2 separate regions of the Gossypium hirsutum genome follow, and region 1 is linked to region 2. Evidence: chromatin contacts called from public Hi-C data. All regions are on one chromosome and are shown on one strand. Each heading gives the region's core, a stretch centred on a gene start, on an enhancer-like site or on the middle of the called end of the contact. The rest is flanking DNA. Distances are from core to core; before and after follow the strand shown. Region 1 has its middle 6.5 kb from the start of LOC107946021. Region 2 holds the start of LOC107946022 (boron transporter 1).

The links. Hi-C and Micro-C count contacts between places; a contact is called where the count stands out from the background.
Region 1: a Hi-C map of leaf shows a contact between it and region 2, with 3 times the contacts expected there. The contact joins the enhancer-like site here to the promoter of LOC107946022 in region 2. A contact is called at or near these places in 17 of 34 Hi-C or Micro-C datasets (anther, callus, cotyledon and 5 more).

The regions. Positions count from the first base shown.
Region 1 is chrD12:43,250,470-43,255,469 of Gossypium_hirsutum_v2.1, forward strand. No RefSeq gene overlaps it. Among protein-coding and RNA genes, the nearest start is that of LOC107946021, 6.5 kb to the right of the region's middle. Within about 2 kb of position 3,027, at least 1 of the 9 cell types and tissues checked has an H3K27ac peak or open chromatin away from gene starts, as enhancers often do. A contact at or near this core is called in leaf, where this site is marked.
Region 2 is chrD12:43,210,056-43,215,418 of Gossypium_hirsutum_v2.1, forward strand. It overlaps LOC107946022 (boron transporter 1), which reads right to left and starts at 3,005. Exons shown (of 11, transcript XM_016880203.2): 1 at 2,458-3,005; 2 at 2,284-2,366; 3 at 2,006-2,198; 4 at 1,758-1,896; 5 at 1,339-1,671; 6 at 1,072-1,245; 7 at 889-984; 8 at 668-805; 9 at 167-486; 10 at 1-69. The coding sequence starts at 2,561.

The DNA of each region.
Region 1 (5,000 bases), core at 1,777-4,276, 40 kb after region 2:
AGGAAAAAATTATCCTTATGGCTGATTAATATTGTATGGCTAAGACACAAACACCTAACAATAAGTGGTAGGTCCTTTAATGATGGAGATATGTCTCCTTTTACATGGATTGCACCACTTCTATATTCTATGAATCATTAATCATGTTCATGTTTCAATTCCAAAAGTTTTAAAAAATGTACCAACTTATGATTGATTAAGAAACTTGCAATGGAGACCAATTAGAGTGGTGTCTGTTTGTTGAAATGAGTAGTGTTTCATCGTAATCTATAATCTATGATTTGTTTTCTTTTTAGTTTTAGTTTGAATTAGAGGTGTTGATGGGTTGGGCCTATGTAAGGTATTTAGATCAATTTTTTAAGTTTGGATTTGACTAGAAAATGGGTTTACTTTTTTTGTCCAAGTTTGACCCGGCCAATCCATATTTTTAAAAAATATAATACACTAATGCGCCGAAAAACGTTAAAATAAAGATTTTCTAACGCGTTAAAAATGCATTACAAAATGCTACTATAAATATAATAAATGTTTTATTGTATTAAATATAATTTTTAAAATTTTATATTTTGGGTTAGGTTATTTAGTTGGGTAAGTTTTTTTTTTTAGATTTTGGGTAATGTGTTTAATTATTATTGGATTAGTGATTTAATATATATAATTAATAGGATTATTTTTTAAAACATAATATATTTGGGTTAGGCCGGGCCGAGCTTGGGCTAACAAAATCTTGCACAAGACCCGACCCATATAGAAAATTGGCCTTAATTTTATCCAAACTTATTTTCTAGGCCTCATATTTTTGCTCAAACCTTCCTATTTTTCAAACAGATCTTCAAGTCTAAACAAGTTTAATTTGAATCAATAAAAATATATATAAAAATAATAAAACTTTGAGTACTTTTAAGAATGTGATTTCAATTTGTATTTTAAGATGTGACCAATAAATTGAATGGTGTCATGACAAGTAATGTTAATCAAGGCCTGGCTTCACTTGTGGTGTAAATATTTGCCTCATGGCACAACATGCCCCCTCGTACCAACAGCAAGCTAGATATTAATGGATCCTCAAAGGTTACGTTATTGTTTAAAATAAAAACGAAACCATCAAAGAGAAAGGGAAAGCAAGTCAGTTCACTTCACATCTTATTATATACGAAATTTAAGCTTATCATATCATTTTATAGTTGGTGAAGAAGTGCCTATAAAGAGGTATTGTATGTTTCAAAAGTGAATATTTTTATGAAGAAAACGTCTCATGAAAGGATAATGACACTTGTTATATGTGACCAAGTTAATTTACATGGAACATTTTCTCCCACAATATAGTTAATGAAATACATATATATGAAGATAAAATTGTTCATTACCTTTAAGCTTATGTAAAGATTAGCTAATGAGGTCTTAATGTTGTTGGTTAAAACAAAAGTTTGGGATAGGTTGCAATTATGATGTGTGGGTAGAGGTAAAGATAGGGGCGGATGGTACTTGTCATAGTCTCCCAAAAATGAAAAATATCTATATAGCCCTTCATCTTTTATAAAATTACATGTTAATATAATGTTAAAATATCCCTCCAAAATTTTATTCATTTCTACGCCCTTAAAACAATTTTCTAGCTTAGTCATTGTTTGTCGGTCTTATTCCCAAAAATGTACATATGCATAGATAGGTTTTATCCTGTTCTTTGTCCGCTATGGCCTATTCTTTGCATAGGTTTGATTCCAAGTTATAATTACTCGGACATGTATTTTTTATTATATTGTACTTGTAAGTGTAGTATATTTGTAATAATAAAACTAGAAAAAAAAAGCACTTCTACAAGAGTACTAGACCTGATCATACGCCGAGCCGAGCTAGGCCAGGCCGATGTAGAAATTTAGACACGTTTTTTAGGCCTAGGCTCAAATTGACCTAAAAATGGGCCTAAATTTTTCTCAAGCCTGACCCGACCTGATCGTAATAATTTTTTTTAGATTTTTAATATAAAAACAAATTTTAAAAATATAATGCATCAAATACATTAAAAATATTAAAATAAATATTTAGCAACAAATTAAAAATACAAAAAAAAGTATAGGCATGTGATTTGGGCCTAACTTAGGTCAAAAAAAATTTGCATGAGGCCTAACCTATTTAGAAAACGAGCCTTATTTTTGGGGCCTATATTTTTTCCAAAATCCTCCCACTTTTTGAACAAGCCTTTGAGTCTGGATGAGTAATCCAACCCATGATCAAGTCTAAAGACTACAATGGAGGCAATAGTATATTGTAATTCACATTGTGATTGAAACTAAACCTGTTCATGGGCCGAGCCACCCTGCCCGGCCCGAATGCCCGCCAAAATGTGGGAGGGTTTGGGCAAAATTAAAGTCCCGAAAAATGGGCTTGGACAAAAAATAAGGCCTGTTTAAAAAACGGGTCGGGCCTTGAGTAAGGCATTTTGGCCCGGGCTCGGCCCGAATTCACTAAAGGACCAAAAAAATCTGTTTTTTATATTATTTTCTTATTTTTTTTCTCCCTATTTTGCTACAATTTTACTATTATGTTGCTACTATTTTGTTGTTATTGTTTAGGTATTGTATAAAACTTATTTTATTGTTAATTTTGTTATTATTTTAGAGGCATTTGCTTGTTAAGTTGCATCTACCTTAGTGTTATTTAAGTATACATATTTTTTAAATTTATTTTCAATTTGTTGGGAAATATTTATTTTGACGTTTTTATTATTTTTTATTTATTATATATATTTTAAAATTATATAAAAATTAATATGGGCGGGCCGGGTCGAGTCTGGATTTTAACAATTTTATTCGGGTCGGACTTGGGCAAAATTTTAGGCGCATTTTTTAGGTTGGGCCAAGTCCGGACCTAACAAATGAAACTAAATTTTTAGTTGAACTCGTCCCGGCCCGGCATGCATACCTGTAATTGAAACAAGGGGTTTCATATCAACTAGCTAGGCTTAGCAGTCTTAGCCCGGACGTTTACTGTTGGTCTAACTTTACATTAATGGGCTTCTATAATAGGTCCATAATCCATCGAAAAGTCTTCAACTTCAAGCCGTGGTTCAAAACCCTAAATTGACAGGCTACGCTACAGCATATCGACCAAAAATCCCACCTATCCTTCCTTTCATTTCCTTGTTATTCATCGACCAAACATGGCAACTAGAACTTTACAACTGATGTTGCATTCTACTTTAGAATACGATCATAAGAATTTTGGTTTGTGTTATTCTTACTAAAAGTATCATAAAGGTCTTTATATTAGGAAATGAGTAAATTAATCCATCAAAGAGCAAATTGGTAACTTCTGTTAAAAATTTCATTCATTTTTACTATTAAAATTTAATATGACTGACGAAATAGCTAAACAATTACACATGACGTAACACATATACATCAGGTTAGGGGCCATGCCCCCTCATATGGAAAAATTATCCTTTTAGTCCCTAGTAAATGATAGAATTAAAAGTTACTATATAGTAAAATTACACTTTGGCCTTCTAAAAATGAAAAGATTTCTATTTGGTCCTTTAAAAAGTACAGTTTAACCTCACAAAAAAATTATAATTCAATTCAAGTCCCGCTAAAAAAAATTTTGGATTCGCCCTTGCATACAAGAACCAAATAAGGGTAAAAATAGATGAAATTTTTAACAGAATGATCGATTTGCTTTTTGATCTAACGTACAATAACTAATCGATCCATTTTTTAAGTAACAAAGATAAAATGTACTCCAACTCCTAAAACAAAAGCATCCATCATAGTTTTACCTACTAAATGAATTATGTCTTTAACAATTTGTAGGCACATTAACCAGGAAGCTTGTGGTACTTGCCATTGTTGTATAGTATTTGTATTATCTGATAGTGAATGAAAAAGGTTAATGGACAAGAGACCATTCATGAAGTTATCACACTGCAAATTGTTGATATATTTGAAACAATCAAGAAGATTATGCCTTTTTTTTTTGTATAACTTTAGTTGAACAGTCCTTGTGCTTAAAAGAAAGTAGGTGGAGAAATCCATGAAGAAGAAGACAACAATTGTTGAATAGTGTTTTTCTCAGGAAATTAATTAGCAGCCCCAATGGCGTGAGGTGGTCCATCCTTCTAGATTTAGGATCTATTGGCCTGGTTTATTTTAGAAATAGTTTAAAATGATCCATTCCTTAAAAAATATAATTTAAAAATTAGGTAAATTACTGACAAGGTAAGTAAGTTTTACACTTCGGTTATTAAACTATTTAAAAAGTTATATTTTAATCACTCAACTTCAAAAAGTTTTAAAATAATCATTAAACTATTCAAAAAATTTTATTTAAGTCATTGAACTATTACATTTTTAACCAACATCTGATGTAGCTATTATATCACTATTTATCATATATATATATATATATATAATCTATAATATGTATTGGCCATGTAATTTCCATGTGGCTTTTAAAAAAAACGCTTTGGGTGTCATTCTTTTTTATCTTTTAATGAATTAACCAAACCTAAATTATTATGTTTTAGGTTTTTCTAGTAAATTTCTTAAGTTTAATTTACTATTTTCAAAGCAAATATTTTAGGTTTAATTTAATAAGTTTAATTAATAAATGATAAAAAAAGGACTTTCTTTTCAAAAGCCACGTGAAAATAACGTGGTTAATAGATATTATATTATATATAATAAATATTGATTTAACAACTATCATTAAAGATTTAACAATTTAATGATTTAAATTTTCGAATATTTCAGTAATTATTTTATAATTTTTTGAAGTGTAGTTTACACCAAAAAATAAATAGCAAAAGCAAAAAATTATAATATGATCTAAGTCTATGTATTCTTCGTACATTTGAGATTTAGTCACTTTATTTTTATTTTCAGGAATTTGGTCTATTTACTTTTCAGATTTCAAAAGATTAATGTCAAAACCATTATTTTGAAAATAAAAATTTAGTTGTCGACTTTAAAAAAGATTGGAGTCGCCACCGATCCTTGATTGAG
Region 2 (5,363 bases), core at 1,755-4,254:
ACGGTGAATATCGCAATTGTCTTGAATGGAACAGTCTCCACAAAGGTTGCATGTTTCTGCTTAAGAACTCTGCAAGAAACCGAAACCTTTCTTGGTTATAAAGGAAACTTTCGATTTCAACTCGAATAAAAGCAAATAACAGAGATGAGTTAATGAATTATCTTACTTGTATCTTCTACTCGGTGCCGTGAAGAGCAATAAGATCCTTTCCCAAAATTGATTCCCCGGTAAGCTTTCGATAGCCATGAAGGCAAAGTAACCCCATAGGACCGAAGTTGGGATCTTTTTAAGTATAGGCATTGCTGCAACACAACCGCCTACCATGGTAGCTTGTAACAAGTTACTTAGACGCTGTTCTTTTACTTCGACAGGCAATAAATCATCAATCTCTTTCTCGATATCGAATAAAGTCTCGTCGAGTGGGGCATCGATGTTGCCTGAACACGTTGCAGCTTGAACTGTTGATTCTTTTAGTTCATTTAGTCCCTGCTTAAGACAAAAATTATTTCATTAATTAATCATAAAATATCGTGCATGATTATGGCAGCAAGCATGCTAGTGAACATTTTAAAAGTATTAATGGATTTTTATATTCACAGCTGTCTCCCTGAATTTTTTAAAGTATGATATCTTTTTATTGGATCATGGAAATTAAATAATATCTTACTCTAGTTGAAGGTTCTTGGTAAACTAAAGGGGTCTGCATTTGTTGATAGGCTTCTTGCATGTTTCCATACAATTGTCCTAAACTAGCATTCTTGCTTATGCTTTTTCGTGCTGCTGTGACCAGCCGGTTACGAAGCAGCTGCGGGATAACCATAAATCACTATCAGCAAAACATTGTGATAATCATAAGAATGAAACGCAGAATTTAATGAATTTAATTACCTGGTGCTTGAGAGTAGCCAAGCTCTTAGTATGCATTGGAGATTGTGGAATGACCCCATTTGCCGGAGGGACGCCAATGAGACCGCATAACAGTGTCTGCCACCGAACAAACACCCAAAATTCGTGTTAAGGATTTGATCGGAAAGGCGAAATTTGGAGACATAGAGGGAACTTAATACATACCAAGAATCCTAAAAGGAGTAAATCATAATGATAACAAGATGGTTTTCTCAAATTAAACTCTTTCTGTTGAGCTAGTTGAGATGCTACACTATGGTCAAAGTAATAAAGAACTGCAATCATTGTGGCTGGAATGAAGGCTCCGATAATGTAGACCAGCGGAACATCCAGCATGTCCTGTCAGGTTTTTTTTACATGTTTTTGTTAGTCCTGTAAGGAGACAGAGTATATATATAGTATTGATTGGTAAGTGTACTTAGTTAAACATGCCTTGATGACTGTCCAATTTTCGTAAGCGCCGGGGGACCAAGGATTTGGACTGAAGAGACGACGTGGGATACCTTTCGGAACATCTCCGGCGGGTATATAGGAGACTCCTGTCCAAATTAGTACCATAAGTGGTACACCATAGTCTGCTATAAAGCTTCTAAGCCAACCCGTTCCATAGCGCCATGACCTCGCTTTTCGGCTTTGTAATGCGGTGAAAAGAAGGCCAAATGACAGTACCAAAGCAAACATGCCATTAGCAAACCTCCATGAAGGTATAAACTGTGTCAAGTTCGGATTTTCATTGTGTGGAATTCGGAACTCTTCCACAAGGCCCTGCAATTCAAATTTATCATTATAAAGCCTAATTTATGTCATTCAATAAAAGTTTTCATCATGTTATATACCAATATTGATCTTACTTTGATAGCTTGCTGCATAAACAACATAGCTATAAGCAGACCAAACAATTCTCCGGTGACACGAGTAAACCGGTTGATAATGGAACAAGCTCCCAAGATTGATAGTAAGAACAGCAACCCTGCAGTCCATACACACACCCTACAAAATTAAACAAAAAAGCCAGGCAACTATATTAAATTATAGCAGCCCCCAACAAAATATAATAAACAAACTTATTTGATCAAAAAAGCTGAGGTACACAGCCCACCATCCAGTCCAGGCTAGAAACCGGTCCCGACCCAAGTCCGATCTGTCTTTAACAAAGTCAAACATGAATGTATACATAATGACAGTTGGTTCAGCAACTCCTAGTATTAACAATGGTTGACCACCTATTATTGAATGTATGATCCCACAAATTGCAGTGGATGCTAAGGTTTGAACTGCTGTGAGAACTCCATCTGCAGATAAAAACATGGTGGATCAGGTGCCTCATATATATATACACACACACATATATATAAAAGACTTAAAATCATATAATACCTGTATTTCTCTCAAGTTGTTCACCAAATGAAATGACAGGAATTGCAGAAGCAAAGAAAATGTAAGTGGTGGGAGCTAGAATCCTGTAAATGATATAGGGAAAAGCCTATAAATACAAAGCTTAATAATGTTTTGAATATATATATATATGTATGAATGCATGTATGTATGTACCTGAAGCCTGCTTTAAAGCCACTAGTCCAGTCTTGCTTGTAACACAATAATCTTCCTCTGAGATCATTTTTGATACCTCTGAGAGGCACAAAGGTCTCTTCCATGGTTAGTTTCTTTTGCTAGCTAAACCACTAAATGGTTGGCGTTTACTTCTCTCTCTTCCTTTGATCCTAAACTGCTATATATATGTATATATGTATATGCAATTTACATGACTTGAGTTGAGAGAGATGAAATCTGCAGATAAAAAAAGCTATAGCAAAAGATAATGAACACAAAGACTCAAAACAGAACCAAATTACATGGTTCTAGGTTCTGTAAACAGCTGAAACATAAAAAGAAATAAGATTATAACGAAGGGTTTCTTGTTTTTTCTTTTTTTGGTTTCCTTTGTGCTTGAAATGATTTTTGATGCACTGTATATTATGGGGGTGTTGAAGGAAGGAGATGAAAGGATACAAATATATAAAGCCTGCTTTGAAAGATGCTTAATAGGTAGATTTGGTGAGGTGCAGACCAATGTTTAGTCAGTACTTTTTTTCACTGATTTTTTTATTACAGGATATTAACAAAAGAAGTATAAATAAATATTAAAATAATTGTAAGAAAGATGAACATAAAAAAAAAAGGTTCATATTGAATACAAAATCCTGAGTAATGCAGTTGCAGACAAAGTATAGGCGGGTCAAGTGGGAATGAAAGTGACCCTCACTTTCTATTTGTTTGACGGCTCACCTAGATTGGCACAGTTTTATGTATGCCTTTTCATTTTCTTTTATATTATGGAGCTATCTATATTAAGTTATATTTTTTTATTTAAAAAATAGATAAATTAATTAAGGTATATTAGATTAAAGAGTAAATTTATTCTTTCTGTAAAAAAGATTAATCTGTTTCTACTATTAAAAATTAGCAGAGCTAAAAGAATAACCAGACAACTGCATCTGGCGAGCCATATGTACCTCATGCAAATGTGCATGGACTAATTTGCTCAGAGTATCCTCATTTGGACCCATACTATATTGTAACAATTGACACTCTTATATTGTTATATTAAATGAATAATCGATTCAAATTAATTTTGATCCATTTGATTTAGATTTTAAAAATTTAGAATCATTTTAGCTCAATTTAAATTTGGGTCATTTTGAGTTCGAATCATTCAACCTTGAGATTTTAGTTTTTTTGTATTAGGTCATTATAGATTTAAGATCGTTTCGAATTATTAGTTTTAGTTGTTTGAAATTCATATCATTTCTATTTTAAATGTTTTTAGATTTAAATTAATTTAGGGTTGAATGAATTCATATTCGAGTTAAACCGAGATTATCGACTTTTTATTATTAAATCAAAATTCAAATTCATCTTCCATAATCAAATCAAGTTGTGTCTAATCAGATGCATGATTTTGAGTTTTACACACCATAATCAAAATTTCTGTATTCTAAAATTCACAAAAAAAAAAAAGTGCCACTACCAGTTGACTTTTTCTTTTAAAAAATAAGACAATGAAGAGAGAAACAACCACCATTTTTCCTATCAATCATGGATTGCTTTTCTTCAATTATTTGAGGATTTCAAAATTAAGGCTTTCCCAAATTTTGGTCCATTATAAGAATAAGGTCACATTAGTATTTTTATTATTAAATGAGTTAAATAAATTAAAATTTGAAGTTAGAAAGTAAAAATTTATCTACAACTAATAAAGTTAATATTTTAAAAAAATTTCTCGGTTTTACAAATAAAATTATTTTTTAGTTAAATTGCAAATAAAAAAGTGTTCATGTCATTTTTTTAACATTAAATGTTAATCTACTATAGTTTGGATTTATTGCATTTAATAATACAAAGATTAATTTGATTCAATTTCTATTATTAAACGAATAAATTAGTTTCTTTATTATTAAACGAATTAATTTAATCTTTGTACTTTTAAAAAAAATTAAATATGACTAAATTTTAATAAAGTTACATTTACTATTTAAAATTTATGATCTATAAAGTTTTAAAGTTTTTAGCTGGTTGAGTTTTAGCTCGATTGACATGGACATTATTGTCAATGCAAGAGGATGTAGGTTCGTGATACGAGCCAAGGAGGTGACACTCAAGGAGTTGTTTTTCCTAGTGGTCCAATCACTCGAAGCAAGGCACGACAATTAAAATCAAAGATGAATGCTTTTGTCCAAGACTTTGTTGCTACAAATTTAAGTCATCATGTTCGTGACGTTGACAAATACGAAAATGCAATTCACTGGACCAATCTTGGAATAGTGAAAGCCCATGAATTGGTGGATTAATCTTTTATGTATCTTATTATTATTATTATTTACTTAATTCTCATTGGTTGGGACACATCACTTATGAGTTAAGTAATTTTATTGGTTAGGTTATTATTTATTTATTTTCTTAGATAATTTTAAAGAGTTTTATTAGGATTCAATTACTCTTGTAATTTGCCTATAAATAGGCTTGCTTTCTACACATTGGGGGAAGGAATAAAAAGAGAGTATTTGTTTTTTTCCAAATTTGTGTGAGGCAAATTTTTGAGAGTAGAGTGATTCTTCTCTTGCTATTTAGTTTGGAGTTTGTTACTTTCGAGGGTATTTCAGAGTTACAAATATTTAAATTTCTTTCCCGTTCATCGGTGTTTCTAGATGTTATTCTTCTAGGGGTTTCGTAGGGAGTCGCTCAATCATTGGCGTTTTTGGTTACAAGTTAACCAAGGGTTCCATAGGGCAAATCTATCCTTTTATTATTATTATTATTATTATTATTATTATTATTATTATTTAACTAATTTTATTTATTCTCATTTTATTTTTAATTTGTGTTTCTCTTGTGTCTAGATCCGGGATTTCCGCATCAGTTCAACATTATCCTCTTATTTATGGGTTGAGAAGGGGATA